Regions from separate parts of the Sus scrofa genome. Here all the other regions are linked to region 1. Evidence: chromatin contacts called from public Hi-C and promoter capture Hi-C data. All regions are on one chromosome and are shown on one strand. Each heading gives the region's core, a stretch centred on a gene start, on an enhancer-like site or on the middle of the called end of the contact. The rest is flanking DNA. Distances are from core to core; before and after follow the strand shown. Region 1 holds the start of RND3 (Rho family GTPase 3). Region 2 has its middle 340 kb from the start of MMADHC. Region 3 has its middle 310 kb from the start of RND3.

Region 1 (3,021 bases), core at 215-2,714:
GAATGGTGCGGCCCGCGGCCTGGTAGGCCGGCGGAGGAGGGTGATGCAAGGGGTCACGAGGGAATGGCGTGGGCCGGGGGACACGAGTGATCACGAGGGTGGGGGAATTCGGATCTGCAGGTTGGCGCTGAGGACGCAGGCAGCGGGGAGAGGAGGCCGGGCTACCGCCAGCTGGGTGCTGCCCGCGCCGCCAGCGCATTCCTGGCAGTAGGCGTCACGAGCGCCGCGGCTGCGTGCGCTCCCTTTACTTTCTTCTCCCCCCCGCCCCCAAACGCGGGATCCGCACGTAACTGCGTCGCTTCGGGGATTTTCTCCCACCTTCCACCACCCCTGCCTTGCTCTCCGCCTCCCCGACAAGCTGCAGGTCCTGGAGTGGCACTCATCCAGTTGGTTCCAAGGCGGCGCACGCATCCCTCCGCCCCCAACATTTGCCGGGAGGCGACCCGGACACAGCTCGGCCCCCCAGCCACTCGGCTACAAGGATTTTCCACCACGGGGTCACCCTTCGGGCACACAGCGCTCTTCCCTTCCCACAGCTACCCCCAACCCAATGTCGCCCCCCCCCCCCGCCCACCACTCAGAAGGGACCGCGGGAATCCCTCGCCAAGAAGCAAAGTTAACGGAGGGGAGCAGAGCCAGCGCTGATGGCGCGCTGGCGGATGGTGAGAGCGTGCCAAGCTTGGGGTCCTGAGACCCGCCGCTCACCCCCGAGCGGCTGGAAACCGGCCCGAGCGCCACGCGGTCCAATGACTCTCTTACCCGAAGTGTCCCACAGGCTCAATTCTATTCTTTGTGTGTCGATTTCGAAACTGGCCGTGTAATTCTCAAACACTGTAGGGACGTAATTCTGGACAAAATGGACAGAGGAATGGGGCAAAGAGGTTATTTTAAAATGCACGACACCCACAGAACACCCTCTGAAAATCGCCTCCTCATTCCCCAATTAAAGAAGTAAAACCCCCAAACCCACGACCACCAGACCTCACACTAAACACGCGGACCTTTTCCGAACCCCCCTTAACCCCCTCTCGCCACCCCCCTCCCATCTTCCAAGAGGAGAGGATCTGAATCTCACAACCCCACCTTCTGCACACATGACCGAACAAGTTTCAGAAGCTAACAGCAGAATGTGCAGTCGCATCCCAACCCTTAAACGCTCCCAGACCACTTTCCCTTTCCCGGCAGTCTAACCCAGGGGAAAGTAGTAAAGGGTGAGAAAGGCGGCTGAAAAAAGAAAAACGGGTGAAGTGGGGGAAGCCAGAGGATCCAGAGGCCCTCCTCACTCCTCGAAGCCCGGGCTGGCCCCACACTTACCTCGGGGAAGCAGTCTTTGGCGAAGACGTGCAGCAGCGCGGTTTTCCCACACTGACTATCTCCCACCACTACTATCTTGCATTTCACGTTCTGATTAGGATCCATGATAGATTTACTGGATAATTTCTGGCTGGCTCTTCTCTCCTTCATTGATCTTGCCTTATTTTCTCTTGGAACAGGAATTTTCTCTTAAGAGGAAAAAAATATATATGTTTCTCTATATTATAAAAAGCAGATATAAAAATACATCGCAAGGCTGATGGGAACCCCTGAAGCGCCGCGCAGATGAGAGCTAGAGGAGCAGGCTCGTTACTCTCCTCCAACAAGTTTTCTGCCTGACTCCACACCGCGCTTCCCAAGTCCAATTCCGATCCGACTGCTTTGTTTCACGCTCTCTGCGCGGCTTTATACGCCCGGCCTTCCAATCCTCGTTCTCAATGGGAGAAGGAAACTGATCCGCCTCCTCCCCTTTTATGGAGCCTGGGAGCGAGCGCCGTCTTCTTACTTGCAAAAAAAAAAAAAAAAGAAAAAAGAAAAGAAATGTAGACAGTGCGCCCTCTAGGGTAACCGGGCGGGATCTATTTCCAGACCAAGGCTCTGGGACAACTTGGAGATTGCAAAGACGCTTTGCTGAAGGATGGCACTGTAGGAGTACAGGAGGAGGTGCGAAATTGAATGTGCATTATTGACTTTTATTGGAATTACTTAAAGCCATTTTCATAAGGGCTAATCTACAGAAGCCTCGTGGATATTTATGAAAGCAAAAACATTATTCGCCCAAGTTAAAACATCATTATAAAACATAGGATGCAATCTTAGATGGGGAAGGGTTAAGTGGTTGTATTTTTTTTTTTTTTTTTTTTGTCTTTTTGCTATTTCTTTGGGCCGCTCCCGCGGCATATGGAGGTTCCCAGGCTAGGGGTCCAATCGGAGCTGTAGCTGCCGGCTTACATCAGAGCCACAGCAACTTAGGATCCGAGCTGTGTCTGCAACCTACACCACAGCTCACAGCAACGCCAGATCGTTAACCCACTGAGCAAGGGCAGGGACCGAACCCGCAACCTCATGGTTCTTAGTCGGATTCGTTAACCACTGCGCCACGACGGGAACTCCCAGTGGTTGTATTTTTTTAGGAAATGTTTTGTATCAGGTATATAGGCCATGGAACAATAGTTAAGCCAGGTTATTTCCCACTGGCTTGCTTGGGTCATAGTCAGAGACTGAATTCTGATACCTGTCAGTTTCAGTGACTTAGGATGAGGGGGGAAGGTTTTGAGGAGAGCGGAGAGGAGGTGGGAGAGGAAAAGAAAGAGAAGTGTAAGATGCTCATAACTGAGTAACATGAGACACCAAAATCTCATTCCTACTGCACTAGGGACCCAAACACACAAGGTCATTGTAGCCCCTCTTTCAGTGAGAAGAGGGGGTAAGAAGGATTCTGATCCTGCCTTTCAGCTCCTTTAACTGAAGCCTCCTCTTTTCAGGACTCAAAGCATCTTAGGCTCAACCCAGAAAACACAAATATCCTTAGCTGAAAAATGCAGGTACAACCTTCCACTCCCTTTCCACCTCGCCTCCACATCCATCTCCCTACCCACCCATCCCAAAGTCTCAGAGAGGACTAAGAATGACCATACATTTGTTCTCTCTTCCTTATAAAAAGCACTTCTTTTCTCATCTTCATCATCTCCTGTGCTTCAGATGATC
Region 2 (3,021 bases), core at 290-2,789, 440 kb before region 1:
TGTTTACTGAAGAGAAAATTGGCCAAAGAGAATGGAGTTGGGGATAGACGCCTGGCAGCTGAAAAGGAAGCTGATTGCCTGCTCATTACTTTGCCCCCAACTCTTTATCTGCTCATCATCTTCAGCCACTTGGCCTTCCTTGTTGAGTATGTTAACCTGATCCCATCTCAGGGCCTTTGCCCTTGCTGTTCCTGCTGCCTGGATCACTCTTCCTCTGGATATTCCCAGGGCTCGTTTTCACCTCCTACAGATCTCTGCTCAAATGGTAGCTTCTCCAGGGGCCTTCCTTGACTACCTTTTTTGACACTGTATCCTTCTGGCATCCCCTGTTCCTCATCCCTGGATTATTACCTCCCCAGCTCTTTGTGTCTTCTAATATTAAATATAATTATATTATATTTAATAATAATTTCTTTTTAAGCATCTGTCCCTCCCCACTATTGAAGGCTCCAGGGATGTTTGGCTTCTGTGTTCAGTGCTGCCTCTCCAACACCAAGCACATTGCCTGATGCAGAGCAGGCCCTTCATAAATATTTGCTAAATGAATGTTCTAATCGACAAGCATTGATTCTTCTGAACCGTAGGGTTTTCTTACTGGGGAGAAACTTGAACATAAATAAGAGTCACTACATAAAACATAAGCAACAGATTTTAGGTCTTAGACCAGACAGACTTGGATTTGTATTATATTATGACCTAAGCACAGCAACCAGTCTCTCTTTCCTCTTGTGTAAAATAAGGTTAATAACCCTTACTTTACAGGTTACTATTAGGATTAACAAGATAACAAATGCGCTGTCAACAGTGGTCTGCTTCAAATTCAAAAATAGAGGTTATGTTACAATTAATATTGATAATGAATCTGGCTAAGAATTATTTGTTGATATTATTTTGGTTCCTCCCAAACTATCCTATATGTTGGTTTGAAGTTCTGAGTGTCAATCATACGGAAGGCTCCTTGTAGCATCCAGCCAGGAAGTGCTATGTAGTGATCACCGTGATAAAGACATTAGACAGAGGATCCGTGAGTGGGGCCTGTCTCCTGTGCATGTTTGTACAGTTCACAAGGTGAGGTGCTGGAAAACCTTACAATTTTCTATCAGTTGTGATCTGCCATTTAATTACTCTGCCTCTTACCCTCTCTGTGCTGAGTAAGAATGGCTTTCCCTCTCAGACCTGGATGACTGTAGATCCATCAGCCAGATGAAAGCTCTCTTCCTGCAAGCAAGCACGCAGTTCATAGCACCGTCTGGAGTGGAAGTCACTCGAGCTGCCCAATCTTTGGACTTCAGAGAAACTGTTTGGTTTCCAAGTCTAGCTTGACTACTGTGAACAAATACTGGCTTATTATCAAGAACATCCTTAGTTAGGCAAATACGTAACAATAGCAGTAGGAATTTTAAAAATATGTTTGGCAGTTTTTAAAAAAGAAAAAAGACCCTACTTTGGAAACAAAATCAGTTTCACTGGTCTTGCATTACTTAGGCAGCCCGGGACACTGGAACTGAAATTGCCTTTCCACAAAATTGGCTCTGGCATCTGGCAGTCAAATTTGAAATGTTTCGGGCAATACAGCTGCTTTGGAATCTCTCCCACATACCAATACATCTCTTGATCTTGAGAAAACATTTCCCGATATTCAGGAACTTTTCCATTGTTTCTTGCAATGTCCCCAAAGGATATGCAAGGCTTTCCTAGACCTCTCGACGCCCACAGAACCTTCCCATACTAAGTGCTGGCTGGTCAGAAGGAATCTCCATTCATTGGAGACCAAGATTTGAACACTCGTTCATAGACTTTTTGATTTTCTAAAATTCTGAGATGAAGAAAGGGCCTGAGAATTTGGCTGAGTTTGAGTGAAAGTGTGCATGGAGTTCTCTTCCGCTCTGTTGTCATAGCAATGTCATCAACATAGCATTGTCCCTAATACATTTTGAGCGAGGAGCTAGCTGCTACTGAAAGAGTTAAATTTTATGTGAATCCAAAGTAGTTTTGGGTTACCAAAGGTATGTTATGGTACCTACCTTTCTTCTGTCAGCCAACTTATTCTTTTTATAGCTCATACAGAACTATCAGACTTGCCAGCTCTAAACAAGTCATTTTCCCCATGGTATGTCCTTGAACCTTAATTCTCTGACATGGCCCAGGAAAAAGAAGATTTGCTAAGGCCAAGTGACTAGGAATTCTGTATCATATTACCTGTTTTTATAAACTTACCATCTATATTAGCACATTGAATGACCTGAAAAAGGCTGCCAAAAAGAAATCTGTTTCACTTGGTTTATTCCAGTATTTACCAAATTTTTTGGACCACAACTTTCTTTTTCTTTTGTTAGATCTGGTAACATTCTGCATATCTAGCAAGTACTATAGGAAACTCAGCTTGAGTGACACTGTTCTAAATACAAATAATGTAATTAAATGTTGTTGAGAGGTCAGAGTTCTCAAAACTGCAGCCTTTGGATTTTTTGCTAACCCCCAAATGGATTGAAGGGGTCTGTAAACCTTTTCTGTAAAGGGTCATGCAGCAACTATTTTAGATTTTGTGTACATTTAGCCTGTCAAAATGTTCAACTCTGGTTGAATGTGAACTTAGCCACAGGTAATTTATAAACGAATAGGCATAGCTGAATTCCAATAAAATTTTATTTACGAAAACAGGTAGCAACCACAGTCTGGGCCAGTTTGGGCTGCAGTTTGCAAACCCCTATATTAGAATGGGGCTGTCAACTCTCATTCACAATTCAATTATCTGATACATTGAGAATACATGTTAAGATGATTTAAAAAAAAAGTTTATGGTGATTTTTTCTCCACCTAAGTTTGGTCTACTTGAACTTTCAGGGGACTGGAAATGATCTTAGTTCATTCAGATTAGTATCTAAAATTCTTCTCAGGGTCCAGACAAAGTAAAGAACATGTCTGTTCTTTGAAACTATGAGAACAAGGTGTTAGGTAGTTGCCCTGCTGCTTTGATATTTTGCTTTAATTCTCTTCAGATGGCTACTCAGCAATTTCCTG
Region 3 (3,021 bases), core at 235-2,734, 310 kb before region 1:
CAATGGAGAATAGTCACAAAGAATCTTTAAGTAAAAACTCTTTCTGATTATATATTTTCACTTACGGAAAAGATTTCCAGTAGGAACATGTTTTAATAAGTGGCAAGGACCAGATTCTCTCTAGTATTATACCATTCCCCCTAAATTAAGGGGTTGAGCACGAATTAATCTAATAACTCATGTTTCTTGGATATCTACTATTTGTCCAACATAGAATGGGGTGGAGGGGGAGAAAGAAAGAGAGAGAACTTCTGTTCATTGTCTAATGTCTGTAAAAGACAATAAGGCAATTCGTAAAAAGTCTACACTGAACCCTGATGGTGAAAGTGCTGACTAAAGGAAAGGCTGAAACAGCGTGAACCTGGGGGCAGTTTGGCAATGCAAATACGGTGAGGTTGGTCAGAAAATGGCAACACGAGAGCGGCTGTTTTCACTGAGAAAATGCGGCTTGAGCAGAGCTTCAAAGGATAGGACTAGAGAGGGCCACTCGACGATTTGACTTGAAGTTTCAGAACAGTTGTCTCTCTGTATCACTTCCAACCAGGAGCAGTGCTGAAACACCAAATTTTTATCAAGGTTCTTGGCTGTTGGAGGGGTTACCATTATGGAGCAGGGAGGAGGTTGGAGCTTCTGGTTCCATATACCTCATAAAATACCTTAACTCTCCTCCTCTCTGCCCAGGAGCCATAGACTCCTTTCTTCTGCCTCTGGGTTCATGAATGTCACTTGTAGGAGAGATGTACCCTCCCCTAAGCCTCCTAAACTTGAATGGCATTGGGTCGAAGCGCTAAATCAGGGCGAAGAGTTGAAGTCAATCGGAGAGAAGGGACTCACAACATACAAGAAAACCAAGTCTCAAAAATGATCATAATTAATGTGGATGTGGGAGTTCCAGAATTCTCTCTCCCCACTCAGTCCTCTATGGAGGTCTCTGTCGCTTTGCTTTGGAATTCTGTGGAAAACCACTAGCACAGGCTTATGCCCAGTCAATTGTGTTTTCTCTCCTTTATCTGAGTAGTCGAGGCTTGTGGTCAAGACAGATAGTGTGAAGGTGCAGTGTCTGAGCAGTTACATGCAGTAGCCACTGCAGTAGCCCCCAGCTCCTCCAGGCACATGCCAGCCTTCCCATGGTATGAGGTGTTTGAAAATATTCAGTGAAAGAATGAAAGAATGCAATGTTAAGACTAGAGTGCTTCCCACATGCAGATATTAGGGGGGAAACCAAATAAAAACATTTGTGGCCTGAATGGTTATCTCAGGCCCAAGACAAACACTTCACTCTGGTGGTTCAAAGGTTATCTCTTTATACCCCTTTTATGTATTAGGGCTTTGAATGAGCCGCTGAGAAGCAGCAGCAACAGATGCTGTTCCCATAAGGTTTCTGGAATCTACTTGGCCCCCGTCCACCTCAGCAGTAGGCATTTGGACAATGTCTCAGAACAGCAAGCCTGGCACTGAAACTGCTACAGTGCTCGTTGCTGTGCACCCAGGTCTGTGTCCCCAGGCCAGCTAGGAGCTCTTTCTCACACATCCTCGGAGTTTCTCAGTCTGCCCCCTGGGAGGGAGGACATTTGTGAACGATGAGGAAGACAGAGGCTTTGCACTGGGCCTCTCACCACTCACAGTGAAAAGTGGGCACTGAGCCCTGCACCCCAAAGTGTCCTGAGGAATAGGAGCTTTCTTTTTATCGCCCCCTGTGAAAAATGTGGCAGGCCCATAGATGAGACAAAGGAAACCAAAAGAATTAGCCAATATGCTGCCAGGGCCTTAAACGCTACAAAACGGACATGGTGGACCTCGTCCCAAAGGTGACAGGAGCAGGCGGTGGTTATTTCAGCTACACTGACATCCTGAGTCCTATGACCTCTGCTCAGCCAGCCCATACTCTGCAGAGAACAGAACTGAGAAATGGGAAATTTGTCCTCAAAGTCTTCTGATGTGATTACATATAAAACTTCAAACAGATTGTATTTTATTAAACAGGTTTATTTTTAATTTATTTCATTTTATTAAAAATTAACATTATTATTTCACTCAAGTTTTTTAATTAAGATTTTTATTCTATGAAAAATAAGGTTTTGGAGTTTTCTGATGGCTCAGGGGGTTAAGGATCCAGGACTGTCACTGCTGTAGCATGGGTTTGATCCCCGGCCTGGGAACCTCCACATGCCATAGGCATGATCGAAATAATAATAATAATAATAATAATAATAATAATAATATGGTCTTCAGTTTGACATCTAGACAGCAGCCAGGAAAGTAGATGCTTAATTGTTGGGCCAATAGCAGGATGATTCAAGTGCTCAAAATGCAAGCTAAGTCCGGGCAGCTACCAGGCATGGTCCTGTCTCTCCTCTCCCTATTTCTTGGCTCCTAGTTTATGAGGTGAGGCCAGAAAGAACCTCTTTATTCACTCTAGGCATAGGGATTTAGTTGGCTAATAAGTGCTTGGCTCCTGCATGGGGTGTAGGGCACACCCAGTTTAGAAATGGAATGAGGAAGCCCAGGCTTGCTTAGTCCTGTAATGCTTTCCAGGCTGCCAGGAGAGCCCTGCCCTGCCCTGCTCTCCTGATCTGAAAGGCAGGAGGTGATCCTGCCCAGTTTCTAGGAGGTGAGCCAGGCTGTGGAACAGCACAATGTCAAGACCATGTTTGCCTGGTTTACTCAACTTCTTTTCTTTTCTTTTTTTTTAATACAATGATTTTTATTTTTTCCATTGTAGCTGGTTTACAGTGTTCTGTCAATTTTCTACTATACAGCAAGGTGACCCTGTTACACATACATGTATACATTCCTTTTTCTCACATTATCATGCTCCATCATAAGTAGGTTTACCCAACTTTGGAAGGAGAAAGCTGGTGTCACCACCGCTTTAGGGAAGGATATGTGTTCATCTACTGCCTTGTAGGAAAAAAATCTAGGAAAGAATTTAAAAAACGATTTCAGGAAAAAATACAAAAGTCACTGCAGGGCCCACACTATTTAAATACGGAATGCCCCCATGACTGGTAGGCTCTGAGC

The links. Promoter capture Hi-C pulls out the DNA fragments that hold promoters and counts their contacts. Hi-C and Micro-C count contacts between places; a contact is called where the count stands out from the background.
Region 2: a contact with region 1 is called in a Hi-C map of retroperitoneal adipose tissue, with 2.0 times the contacts expected there. The contact joins the enhancer-like site here to the promoter of RND3 in region 1. A contact is called at or near these places in 1 of 5 promoter capture datasets (fetal skeletal muscle), 6 of 47 Hi-C or Micro-C datasets (heart right ventricle, mesenteric adipose tissue, retroperitoneal adipose tissue and 2 more) and 2 of 2 datasets of contacts at active chromatin or transcription factors (alveolar macrophages and skeletal muscle).
Region 3: a promoter capture Hi-C map of fetal skeletal muscle shows a contact between it and region 1, with 5 times the contacts expected there. The contact joins the enhancer-like site here to the promoter of RND3 in region 1. A contact is called at or near these places in 2 of 5 promoter capture datasets (fetal skeletal muscle and liver), 6 of 47 Hi-C or Micro-C datasets (embryonic fibroblasts, fetal heart ventricle, heart right ventricle and 3 more) and 1 of 2 datasets of contacts at active chromatin or transcription factors (skeletal muscle).

The regions. Positions count from the first base shown.
Region 1 is chr15:1,714,032-1,717,052 of Sscrofa11.1, reverse strand. RND3 (Rho family GTPase 3) reads right to left here and starts at 1,464. Exons shown (of 5, transcript NM_214296.1): 1 at 1,315-1,464; 2 at 760-847. The coding sequence starts at 1,464.
Region 2 is chr15:2,153,864-2,156,884 of Sscrofa11.1, reverse strand. No RefSeq gene overlaps it. Among named protein-coding and RNA genes, the nearest start is that of MMADHC, 340 kb to the left of the region's middle. Within about 2 kb of position 1,539, at least 6 of the 83 cell types and tissues checked have an H3K27ac peak or open chromatin away from gene starts, as enhancers often do. A contact at or near this core is called in retroperitoneal adipose tissue, skeletal muscle and subcutaneous adipose tissue, where this site is marked.
Region 3 is chr15:2,019,159-2,022,179 of Sscrofa11.1, reverse strand. No RefSeq gene overlaps it. Among named protein-coding and RNA genes, the nearest start is that of RND3, 310 kb to the right of the region's middle. Within about 2 kb of position 1,484, at least 7 of the 83 cell types and tissues checked have an H3K27ac peak or open chromatin away from gene starts, as enhancers often do. A contact at or near this core is called in fetal skeletal muscle, where this site is marked.